Linked DNA regions of Sus scrofa: region 1 is linked to region 2. The links are chromatin contacts, called in public HiChIP or PLAC-seq maps. All regions are on one chromosome and are shown on one strand. Each heading gives the region's core, a stretch centred on a gene start, on an enhancer-like site or on the middle of the called end of the contact. The rest is flanking DNA. Distances are from core to core; before and after follow the strand shown.

Region 1 (6,509 bases), core at 229-2,728, 180 kb after region 2:
CTACCACATTAAAAAACAGGGCATCTACTACGACATGACATTTAGGTGTAAAGTCAGTGGCATTAAGTATATCACATTATAGTCTAACCAGCACCGCCACACACCTCCAGAACTTTCTGTGTTCCTGAACTGAGACTCTGCACCCACTAAACAACTCCCCATTCCCCCCGTCCCCTCTTTGTGACTCCTAAGAGTCTGAGCACCTACGGGATGAGTGGAACCGCACAGTGTTCGTCCTTGTGTCTGGCTTACTTATCTGTGTGGGTCAGAATGACCTTCCTTTTACTTACCCCACGGTGTGTCCATCCCTCATTTTGTTTATCCCTTCTTCTCTCAATGGACGTTTTGGTTATTTGGTCTATTGTGAATAACGCTATGAAACTAAGTGTACAAGTAACTGTTTGAATCCCGGTCTTCAATTCTTTTGGGTACACACCCAGAAGTAGAATACTGGGATCGCATGGAAACTCTACGGGTAATGTTTTGAGCAACAGCCGTCCTGTTTTCCATAACGGCGGCACCACTTTACATCCCCATGGGCCGTGCACGAGGATTTCCGCTTCTCCCGTCCTCACCAACATTTGTTATGCTCTGTGTGTGTGTGTGTGTGTGTGTGTGTGTGTGTGTGTGTTTTAGACAACAGCCATCTTAATGGCTGTCGAGTGGTATTTCATTGTTTTTGTCTGCATTTTCCTAATACCAATTATTTTTGAGCAGCATTCATCAAGCCCTAACCCTTGTACCCTACTCCTTTCCTTTTTTTTTTTTTTTTTTTTTTTTTTTTGTCTTTTTGCTATTTCTTTGGGCCGCTCCCACGGAATATGGAGGTTCCCAGGCTAGGGGTCAAATCGAAGCTGTAGCCGCCGGCCTACGCCAGAGCCTCAGCAATGCGGGATCCGAGCCGAGTCTGTGACCTACACCACAGCTCACGGCAACGCCGGATCCTTAACCCACTGAGCAAGGGCAGGGATCGAACCCACAATCTCATGGTTCCTAGTCAGATTCGTTAACCACTGTGCCACGACGGGAACTCCCGCCTTTCCTTTTTTAAAGCAAGTAACACCGTCAGTAACCAAATAACTCAGACTCTTCGCAGTAGATTTTCCCCTTAGTCTATGGAACTTCACCCCCCACCCCCAAAAGGCACTGCATGCCCAAAGAAAAAGTTTCAGTTATCATATAATTTCACAGTACATAAGGTAACGCTGCTTGGATCCCTCCGCTAAGGTGTGATACGCCATCTACTGAAGTGAGAAGAGTAACCCCTTTTTACTTCAAGCTGTTATCCTGCACACAGAGCAAATGAAAGATACTGGAAAACCTCTAATGGATTCAAGGTTCTTTTGACCTTAGCTTGAAAATAAAAAAGAATTAGAAATTATTTTCTTGCTGGTTCAGAGCCAAAGACTCTTGGCCAGAACAACTCTGTGGAGTTCCTTTCAGCTGAATGTGAGGCTGAGCCTCCAGTGGAGGTCCCCGGGAGCTGAGGCCATGGTGAACCCAGCACCTCTCATCCGCTGGGCACCGGGGACCGCAAGGAGGCTGTCGCCTTGAACTGGATCCAGTTTAGAAAAGGTGACTGAGCATGGAGCTTAGGGAGAGTTTCCTCTCTCAGCCCGGCAGGCAGGGCGTGTGAGCTGTAACCTTCCTATCGGTTTATTAAAAACCAAAAAAAAAAAACCCCAAAAAACAAAACCCTGATAGAAGTCAGCACATATTTTAAAACATTTAAGTCTATTGTTTCCTTCTTGGGGGAAAAAAAAAAAAAGTGCTAAAGAATTTTAAGCTTTTCTAGCAGCACCCTAACTCATAGCCAGATTAAATTTCTTTCCTTCATAGATTCCCTGAGGCATCATTATAATGAAAAAGTAGGCACCAGAAAAACACTTAACCTAGTCGTGTCTGGAAAAAATTTCACTTTTTGGATGACCCGTGTAAAAATCTCCACACATTTTACTCTATCACAGCTCTGCAAGCCAGTCTCATCTCCAGTGGATACTAGTGAACTACTGCCCTCTAAAGGTCATGACCTCAGGCATCCGTTGAGTGTTTATCATCAAAAACAAGACTGAAATAATACTGGCGGCTGTTTTCAGAAGTCTGAGCCCGAAAGCTGCAGAAGGGCCCCTCGTGCTCCCCTCTGCAGATTTACTCATGAGTTTTACTTATTTAATCTTCTCTATTGTCTATTGCTAGGTTGTTAGAACTCCTCTCTCTTTGGCCTCCTTATCTCTTGGGTTTTCTCATCCATTCTGGACTAATCCTTTTCTTCCTTCTTCCTGTCTTCAGCCAGGAGAGGAGATACACATTAATAGGGTTTTGAGGGTGACCTAGGATGGGGGTGATGCTATCATTTAATTTAAGTTCATTGACTGCCTCCCTCAACCGAAAGGACTGTCATATTTGCAAATGTCTCCTCTGAGCCAAGACCAGGGTTTGGCATGTATTAGGCTGCTGATAAATTCTTAAGTAAATTGTTTCTGTAAGACATATAAAATGTGGTTCCATTTTCTTGTACTTTTGCCATATAGTTATTTACTTACCTGTCTTTGTAGGCTTTTTCTATTCAAAGGTCACATTGGGTTTCTTCTTTTTTCTTCTACTACCTTCAAGTGCCTCAGTCTTCTCTCCTCTTCAGATCTCTGTTTCAGCTGATTCCTTGCTTTGGCATTCCTTACCCTGTCTTATTTTCACATTGCCTGAGAGTCTCCTGGGCACCACCACACTTGGTAACCATTTCTGATTTGTAAATTTGTCTGTATTGGCCAGCTTCCATTTCCACATGGTTAAATAGGCAAGCAGCTCAGTTGTAGACTTCCCCTCTAGAAGAAAAAAAGTGAAACAGATACAGATGAGAACAGAAAAGAGATTAAAACCTCTTAAACATAGTATTGCCTGGGGAAGGCCGCGCGTCTATGGGAACTGACTCTGACACTTGAAATTAGATGTTGAAGGACATGAATATGATTCATGACATGGTCACAGAGTTGCTTAGCAGTGAAACACTTTATCCTAGGACACCTTGTATTTTTCAAGAAACTTCCTTTTAGATTTCTTATTTTGCTTTTCACACCGGCTCTGTGTGGTAGCTACAACAGGTTCAAACATTCTTCTTTCACGGTAAAGGTACTGAACACAAAGACGTAAGTGTATCTCCTCCGTGGGCAGCTGGTATATTGCCTTATGTGCAGTAAATATTCACCATAGCCTCCAAAGGTTTGTTCATATATCAACAAACAGTGGTTTAGCTCTCTTGTCATACCAGGTTTCTTGCTAGGTGTTGTGAATATATATACACAAAAACAAATAAACACATTATCACTGGCTCTTAAAGTGATCATAGCTTATAAGGAAATTGATAATAATAATGACATCATAAGAAAGCTATTCAAACTACTATTATTCATTACATTTGTTGTTGAATACGGTGGCTGTTTAGGGAAATCATAAAGATTTTGTTGTTGGGTTGCAGGTGGTAAGGAAAACCCAAGTTGAAAGCTGAGAGAACAGTGTGCAAGGCCTCAAAAATATTCCATCACCTCAACTGCACTCAGCTAATGCAAAGACATCATCCCCTACAAAGGTCAGTCGTGAGGGATGAAGGGATATTATCCACGTGGATAAAGAGAGGTCCATGAAGAAAAAAAAATTCTCAATTTTTACTGTATTCCAGATTGCTTCATTTTGGTGGGGTCATTCTTTTTCTTCTATTTGTTTTCCAAATACTATCAGGTCTCCCATCAGCCCAACATGACCTAGTTTTGTTCTTATTTCTTTGGCCGAATAGCTCACAAAGTGATCTGACTTTTTACAGCAATTTTTGCCACCTCTTTGAGAAAATCAAGGGTGAGCTCCATCTCTCAATAAAATACCATGTTGCAATTCTTTTGTTGCCTACTAAGGGTGATTATATCTAACCACTTATTTTGTAAAAAACGGAGCTGATATTTCGGAGAGGTCAAGTCTCTTCTGTGGAAAACTGCTAAAAATGCAAACTCACATCTCACTTCACCTAGAGTCAGAATGTCTCCTCCATAAAAACCCAGACTGTAAAGGATCCAAGTGAAAGTGGGCTTCGAACCAGGAAAAATGTTACAAATCTGCCAGGCAAGCCACTGTGAGCATGATTCCTATGAGTCATTAAACCAAATAATAATAATAGAACTTTCTTTTGGTAGAACTCTTAATTTTTCAGTGCCCTTTTATATGTTTCTAACTTGTTTTCAGATCTATTGTTCAAGGGAGGTAAAGTAGATACAGGGATATTAAATCGCCAGACAAGAAAACTGAAATGATTTGCATAAAAATCCAACATTCAGCTAATAGCGGGACCAGGACTATTTTCCTTTCAGGCAATATCTGTGTGGGCTTTTTTTTTTTTCCCCCTTTTCCACTTAGACCAGTTGGAGCCAGGAAGCTGACATCTTATACCAAACTCTCTCCCTTTCGGTAACTCTACAAAGTGGTTTTGGCTTTTTTTTTTCCAGACTCTTTAACAAAAATGTCTATCTACCCTCTTCTACTTTAAACAGTGAGATTATGAGCAAGTAATTCAAATTATATTTCAAAATCCGGATAAATACTGCTTTTTATATTTAATTCTTAAAGTTGCCAATTACACAATTAAGATCTCAGGAGGAAGAATGACCATGTCTGAATTCCTGAAGTCATATGATACACTGAGACACGACAGTGACCCTGCACTTTTGGAATGTATGAATGGTCCATAAATTTAATTTTGAAAGAACTCAACACGGGAAAATATGTTGCTTATAAGGGTGTTTTTCCCACCATTAAAATATATAAAATAGCCTTTCTATCATTGAGATTGGTATCTGATGTCAAAGTTTTAATTTTTACTGTGATAATGAACAAATAAATAAAAGTCTATTTCCAGGGAAGAGGAAACTCAAGATGGCCTATCTTCATTGGTTGATTGAGGCTGGTTTCAAAAAACTAAGTATATGCCAAAATGATGAAATTTCTTTCATCAAACGCCATTTCTTTTAAAGCCAATATCCAGCCTTTTCCTTCTCTCTCTCATTGCCAGCCTCTAACCTTCTCCCCAACCTGATTTTCCTTAATAATAATAATAAAAAAAAAACAGTAGGAGCATTAAAGGACTTTTCTGAAAATATACTTGGCATTACCTCCATTCTCAGAGGCTGACTCTCCAGAGCTGAACAATTATTCCCCTCTCATTCTTTATGCCTCAGCAAAGCTCTGTTTTCTGACCTGCTGGCTCTGGCATTGTCCAAACACATCAAGGCCTGGTGGTCTGGCACTCTTGCCTGCAATAGAAATTCTTATGGAGTGTGTTTTTCCACTTCCTTGTTCCTCCTGTAGGTAGTTCTTACCACGTCTTGTTAAAAGTACTCCTCAAAATGAGAAATGTGTGTGTGATTTCTCCATCCTTAACTACATGGATGTGAAAGAAAAGGATTTGAGACCTATAAGCACTGCTAGTATCCAGACTGCTGCTATAAAACAGAAGGGTAGTGGCTGAGAATCAAGGGAAACTTTCCATCCTCTCCAGGAGTCGGCCCTGCGAGTGTCTTCTCGCTAGGGAGTACCTGTTGCAGCCCTCCTCTTAAGAGTTTGAGATGATCGCTGTGAGTTGTGAGTGGTCCATTTTAGACGAAGGAAGTAATAGGTCACTGCAAGCAAACCTCTCTGAATTTGCAAATGTGCTGCTCTCCGTTGATGTATTCCTGAACGACAGCTGCTCCTAACCTCCAGATAATTGAACCTCTGTTGGCCACACAATCCATTTTCCCTTCATACTCTCCCTGCTTGAGTTTGTACCTAAACTCTCGCTTCCGTTGTTGTTGCTAAAAATCATCGTTCTCTCATCTGTCTGCTGCCTGCCTCCCCTGTGCCCTCAGGGGTCAGGCACGTGCGTGACTCAGCGTGGAGAGTCTCTGGGTTCCCACTCATTTCCACGGCAGCCTATGAACACTGCCTCTGAGATGGCCCCGTTTCCACACCCTTGAGATGCAAAGGCCTCATTGCCTCGCTTAAGGGCGGTGGGCTTTGAAATGTAAATTTCATAATTTTAGGTTCGTATGCTGAGATATAGGAAAATAGTTTCCTGCAGAAGGATTTAATGCGATACAAAGAAAAAATATACTCTCCAGGGGAGAAAGGAAAATTACTATCCTCATTTTAAAGAGAAGAGGACTAAGGCTTAGATAACTCTAGACATGATTTTTGACGTTGACTTTATACTCTGTCTGGCTACTTTCCATACAATCACACGAGTTTTACTCAATATCTGTGTGTAACAGTGAAGAACCTTCTGTTTGGCTTGACTTGTCTTCCCCAGAACAAGGATGGTGGGAGGCACGTGATCCGGACGGCAAGAGAGCGGAATCCAAGATGTTGACTCTCTAACATCTCCTGGCTGCTCCCAGGGAAACATGCAAACTGCAAAAGGGTCTCTTTGGGGAGAGAACATAATAAAATGTGACACGGTGGCACTTTGCTCCATAGTGGATGTGGCAGAAAAG
Region 2 (5,977 bases), core at 1,406-3,905:
GAAGCTTCCAGAAAGTTCTCAAGTCTCAGTGCCCCATCTGTAAACTGGAGGAGAGACTGACATCTAATCACTAAAACTGTGGATTAAACAAGCATGAACATTCAAATAACATGAATATGTAAAGAGCTTTGTACACTGTGTGGCATGCATAGATCTTAGCATTTCACATGCAAATATTTCAATAAATAATGCCTTCAATAAAATAATAACGTTCATGTAAGAACATAAAATATGCTTGAGATCCTTCCAGAATATCTATAATAAATAGATAATAATAGATGTCTCTTGGAATATCTATAATAAATCTTACCCTGATACATTGTAATCCTGTTGGACAGTCATGTCTATTTTTTACTGAACATTAGTTCTTTGCTGATTGATTTCAGAATGAGAAGTATTTTTCTTGACTTCCAACGTTATATTAGCAAGACACAGAAAAATCTAGAATCTTAAAAATTTTTGAAGAATATATTTTTTGAAGAGCCACTGTATACCAAGATGAAAGGATGCTCATCAGAATTTGATTTGAAGCCATTCAATAAAGAGGCATAAATAATTCAAATCTAGATTCTAAAAAAGTCTTTTGTTCAGCCTTTACAAGGAATGAAGTACTGATATATGCCACAACATGGATGACCCTGGAAAATATTATTCTAAGGGAAAGAGGCAGATCATAAAAGACCACATATTACCTGATTCTGTTGATATGAGACGTCCAGAATAGGCAAATCTATAGAGAAGCGGGAAGGAAGGCGGGAATGCAGAGCTAAAGACACAGAATTTCCTTTCGAGGTACTGAAAATATTCTAAATTTAGTTCTGATGATGGCACTTATCCATGTATATGCGCATATACAATAAAAACCACTGATGGGGGGTTTGGGAGGGAAATACTACAAAACTAGGTTGTGATGATCATTGCACAACTATCAATGTCACCAACTTCTTTGAGTTAAAAAAATAATAAAAAATAAAAAGATAGAGCCTGAAAAAAATATATAATTCCTAAAATCCAGCTCTTGCGGATGTTAAAAATGAAAAAAATAAAAAACCATTGAATTGTACCATGTAATTGTACACTCTGTGACATATCGCAATAGAGCTGCTCCAAACGAGAAGCTTTGACCAAGTATATACAGCAGTGAACACTGTAACATGTAAATGCTCACAGTATTTTTTAGCTCACAGGGTTTTTTTCCTGCAAAATATGCTCTTATTAATACAATATTTCTCTGTGAGACTCGTTTTTTAAAGTATTTTAAAGGAGATGACCTTTGTTCTCTATTTCACGAATATATTTTTCTGTAGTCCAATATAGTATTCTAACAGCTTATCAACTGAAATTAATCTATAAGATCATTTAAAAATTCCATAAAGTTTCTCATGAAAAATGACATGATTCTGTGCCATTAAAATGGAACTACAGGAGAAAAAAAAAAAAAAACAACCAGTTAAAAGAGTGATTTGAAATAACTTCCTCTTTTAAATTAGACACATTTCCCTAGGAATCACGGTGTTTTCAAGTATAAACCTCTCAACGATGTTGGCTGATAATATATTCTTATAATTGAAGGTGAAATAAACCTAAGCATAGTTTCTTTGCTTTTCCATATCATAATACAGAAAGTGCCCATTTTGACAAAGATATAAACAAGGAAACTCTGCGAAGGGAGAAAACCTAGAGCAAAGATAAAATTGGGTTAAATTATTAAAGTACTCCTCAATAAAGAGACTAGAAATGTAGGTGGGAAATAGAGAATGGAGATTTCTGCAAAATTCATCAGCATTAACTGAGTCTACAAATATCCCGGGAGCAGTACTCCAGACGGTCAGCTTGGCCTCCACTCTTTCCCCTGGTAAAACTTTTCCAAGTTTGCTGAGTGATGTCAATGCAAAGTTTTCCCAAACTTCCTGGAAATTTTACAGGCAATTCACTGGAGATACAAAAAATATCTGGGGCCGTAGCCAACAGCATTCCTCTGTGAATACTGGCTCTCAATTTGCTTTTTATTTTTCTTAATTGGGGTTATGCAATCTTAAAGATTTACAGTTAAGGAGACAAGCAAAATATAAAATTTAAAGAAGAACTAACAACTATGAAAATGATTATTCTTTTTAACCCTACTGTGGACAGGATTTTCTTTTATTCTTACGTAGAAACAAGCTGGATTTTTCTACGCAGGCATCCTTTTAATCAGCTCTAGTGTGTAATAAATTCTCAGATGAAATCTTAGCGGAGCTTATTAAACGAATGTTTTAATTTAATGGGTTAGTGAGTAAAGTGTAATTAGCATCCTTTAAGAAAAAAGGCATATGTTCTGAACTGGAAGGGGAAAAAGACCAAAGAAAAAATCATGTCTTTTTTTAAAAATTCAATTTAAAAATTTTTTTTGATCATCAGCATTTGATTCACTGGTTTTTCCCTTTTATATCCCCCTTCTAATTCCATTGTCTGGACATGTCTCAGTGCGAGTACTAAATATGAGATCGACTAGGCATTCGCTGCACCTCAGACAAAATCTTATTCTGGGTTTTTAGACAGTGTCTGATGGTGCCGACTTCTTCTCTCGGCCTGAGCAAGCACAGTCTCCAGGAGAAGCTTTTTTGGGGAAAGATTGGCCAGGAAAAAATGCGTGTCCTTGACAGCCGTTCCAGGTTGGGTGTCCGCGAACGTCTACGGGGTGGTGTCCCTTTAAGCACAAGGAAAGGGCAGGTCCCGCTGTTATCCTTGACCCTCTGACAAAATAGTCAGGCGCTGTTTGTAAAAGAGCCAAGTAATTAAAAGTATCCCAGGGTTATGGTGAAATAGGACAAGTAAAACACGCTCCTGGATACCAGCTCTCTTTCAGGACCAGCTCTTTTGTATTTTCTCTCTATTTTGTTTTCTTCTTTATTTCAATTTTTCATGGCACAGTTTCTCCTCTCAGACACTGTTCTCTGCCTGTCAGTTGGTAAAATGATAAGTACCATTATTCCTGCTCATCTAGCTTGAGGTCTAGAGCCGTTTGCTTCCAATCCCCAAGTCACCCCCAAATTCCAGAACTGCATTTTCCCCTCTCAGTTTCAGAAGAAATGATTAATTATTAAATGGACACTAGGAAAGGGTACAGAAATAGAGTGTTTCGGTTACACAGAGAAAGGATGAGACAGTTTTCAGAACTTCTTTATGGTGATGTTTCTAGCAGAGAAGAAGGCCTGGGGTGCTTCCCTTGGCTTCCTCTAGGTTGACCATTTAACCCAAACTGTCTGGGTAAGGGCTTGTCATGTTGGCTTAACGATTAGCAGGGTGTCTCTCCACTCTCAAAAGTGTTCTGACTGAGGGGATAGACAGTACAGACACCCCAGCCATCTCTTCTGCCGAACTGTTTGACTGCTCAAGAAATAGAGAAATTAGTTTGGATTTTGTTTAGAGAGTTCCCAAGCCATTTTGCAGCTGGTCGCTCTTGCTCCCGTTAGGACACAACTATGTGTACCGTTAGACTTTGGAAGGGAAACCATTTGTGACTATTGAGATATCCCCCAAATCTCTAAATGGCCATGCTATGGAGTAGTCAAATACCAAATCCAATGGACAAGGGCTGTGTCACTTAGGGTGGGTTTGAATCTCCTATGCCACCCAGTAACTGTACGACATTGGCCAACTCATCTAACTTCTCTGAGCCTAAATGTCCTTTTCTGTCCTGTGCACATAGGAATGGCTGCCACCCTGGACTGTCATGAAGATTAAATGATAGACGGTTATAGCTACATAATTATTTAATCTACACATCTGTCATCCATCCACCCATCAATCCATCCAGATATTTTATCCTTCTACAGATTATTAATTTTTTTTAGGGCTGCACCCATGGCATATGGAGGTTCCCAGGCTAGGGGTTGAATCAGAGCTGTAGCTGCCAGCCTATGCCACAGCCACAGCAACGCCAGATCTGAGCTGTATCTGTGACCTACACCACAGCTCACGCAAAGCTGAATCCTAACCCACAGAGCAAGGCCAGGGATCGAAACTTCGTCCCCATGGATACTAGTCAGATTCATTTCTGCTGAGCTGTGATGGGAACTCCAGATTACTTAGGCAAGATGCCTGATACTACAATTTGAAGTGGCTTAAAATAACAAGAAGGCATGATCTTGCTTAGACAAAGCTCTACATTTAAATAATGCAAGGTTAATTTACTTCTTAGATTGACTTCATCCTAAGGCTGGTTCCTCAGGATTGCAACCTGGCTGTAGCAGTTCCAGCCATCACAACAACACTCAACAACATCCAGAGACAGAAGAACACAGAATCTTGTGTCTCGAGCCTATGTCCTTGTAAGGAAACTTTATGCAGAAGCTCCACGTCACATCTCCTCTCCCTCCCACTTGGCCTGAATTATACTGCTTGCCAGTGCACTTGTCTGTTACTGGTAAGGAAAATGGTATCTTCGAGGTGAGTTGGCCAAGACAGCCCTTCCCAGTTGGAGAGAATTGGGTTCTATAAATTGGGGATCTTTGTGCCTATAGGAGGGTGTGCATATACCCAGGGTAGACGGATATCGTGTAGGCATCTGGATAGCTGAATTCCAGCCAAAGAGGTGACATCAGATTTCTTCATGAACCCGAGAAATTTATTTTCCCACCCAGTCTTCCATTTATGTCTGGGTAAAGATGTGGTATTGACTTCCTAGTACTAGAAGGTCCCTTCAACCACTAACAAGCTGCTGGGTCTACTCAAAACCACAGTCCGAAATCCACGTGGACACTCTCCCTATTTCATGGTCCAGATTCCCACACAATTTGTAGATATTGATGAACTGATAAGAATAAGAAAAAAAAAAAAGAGTACTAGAATAAGAATTAGAAGACCTGGTTTCAAGCCCAGAGTCACTGAATAAAGCTGTGACTGCAATTCATTAAAGTAAAAGCCCTTTGTAAGCTCTAAAGAGCTGTACAAATCCAAATGACGGTTAGAGTGCATTTGACAAACTGCTCTGATTAAAAAACACCCTTTCTTTTTCTCCAATTCCAGGTCCCTTTTGGAGTTAGTTTGCATACCTAGCTTGGGGAAGGTAGATCACTCAGGACTGTACCTTGAACTTGTTCCCACCTCTGCTTTTGGTTCCTTCCGGAGAGGGGGCAGGGGAGAAACAGACAAGTGGGGCTTTTGCTTAATCCACTCTTCCCAACAGGCTCACAGTTTACACGTGATTTTCATATACCGAGTTTAACCTTAGAACACAAATACGTTTGCATGATTTACATAAAGTTATAAAAGCAACCATTTGCCAACAACCATACTCTCTCTACCACACTTTGTCCTTGTCCTCTAGGGTCCAGGTTTAGACGTGGCCTTTATGAAGTGACCACACAGACTCCATGTTTCCCTGGAAGACTTCCTACAGGAAGACTACAGGTGTGAGGGGTGGTGGCTTCTTTCCAGCAAAACAAGAGTGAAGGGGGGAGGAGCCAGGAGGGGGGAGGATGTGTAGTGCCACGTGTCTCCCTCGTGGAACTCTGTTGCCGGGTGGGGCTGCATCTCCAGCTCCTTAAGTTTTACCATCTTCAGGAGATGCACATGGTGGGATGGACACTGAGGCACCAGTGCACTGACTTGGTCAAGATGCTGCGTTGTCTTGGAAGCTCGGCTTCCCCATGGAAAAATGTATGTGTGTGGTTGCGAGTGCACATGTGTGCATGCTGGCGGTTGATAGGGCTTGGGGCGGGACATGAGAAGTAAGTAGATCTCTAGCTTCTTTCCAGAGCCAGCCTTCTCATTCCAGGTCCTTGGAGAGCCACCGTGCAAGGGGCTACAGATTCAGGGAGAACTGCATAGGGAAGAATTACAGCTTCAGGATGTAGGAGACCAAGTGACAGTTGGAATGAGGGACGGGTGCTCAGAAAGCTGGTAACCACAACCAGTGGTGCCACCATGGAGCTGTGCCATGGGTGACTGGGCAGCTGCTGAGCAAAGTCAGTGGCAGAGAGGCTCTACGGGG

Evidence for each region. HiChIP or PLAC-seq counts read pairs in DNA pulled down with a chosen protein or histone mark.
Region 1: an H3K27ac HiChIP or PLAC-seq map of skeletal muscle shows a contact between it and region 2, with 4 times the contacts expected there. The contact joins two enhancer-like sites. A contact is called at or near these places in 1 of 47 Hi-C or Micro-C datasets (subcutaneous adipose tissue) and 1 of 2 datasets of contacts at active chromatin or transcription factors (skeletal muscle).

What each region holds. Positions count from the first base shown.
Region 1 is chr10:58,650,478-58,656,986 of Sscrofa11.1, forward strand. No RefSeq gene overlaps it. Among named protein-coding and RNA genes, the nearest start is that of FZD8, 560 kb to the left of the region's middle. Within about 2 kb of position 1,479, at least 5 of the 83 cell types and tissues checked have an H3K27ac peak or open chromatin away from gene starts, as enhancers often do. A contact at or near this core is called in skeletal muscle and subcutaneous adipose tissue, where this site is marked.
Region 2 is chr10:58,466,761-58,472,737 of Sscrofa11.1, forward strand. No RefSeq gene overlaps it. Among named protein-coding and RNA genes, the nearest start is that of FZD8, 370 kb to the left of the region's middle. Within about 2 kb of position 2,656, at least 17 of the 83 cell types and tissues checked have an H3K27ac peak or open chromatin away from gene starts, as enhancers often do. A contact at or near this core is called in skeletal muscle and subcutaneous adipose tissue, where this site is marked.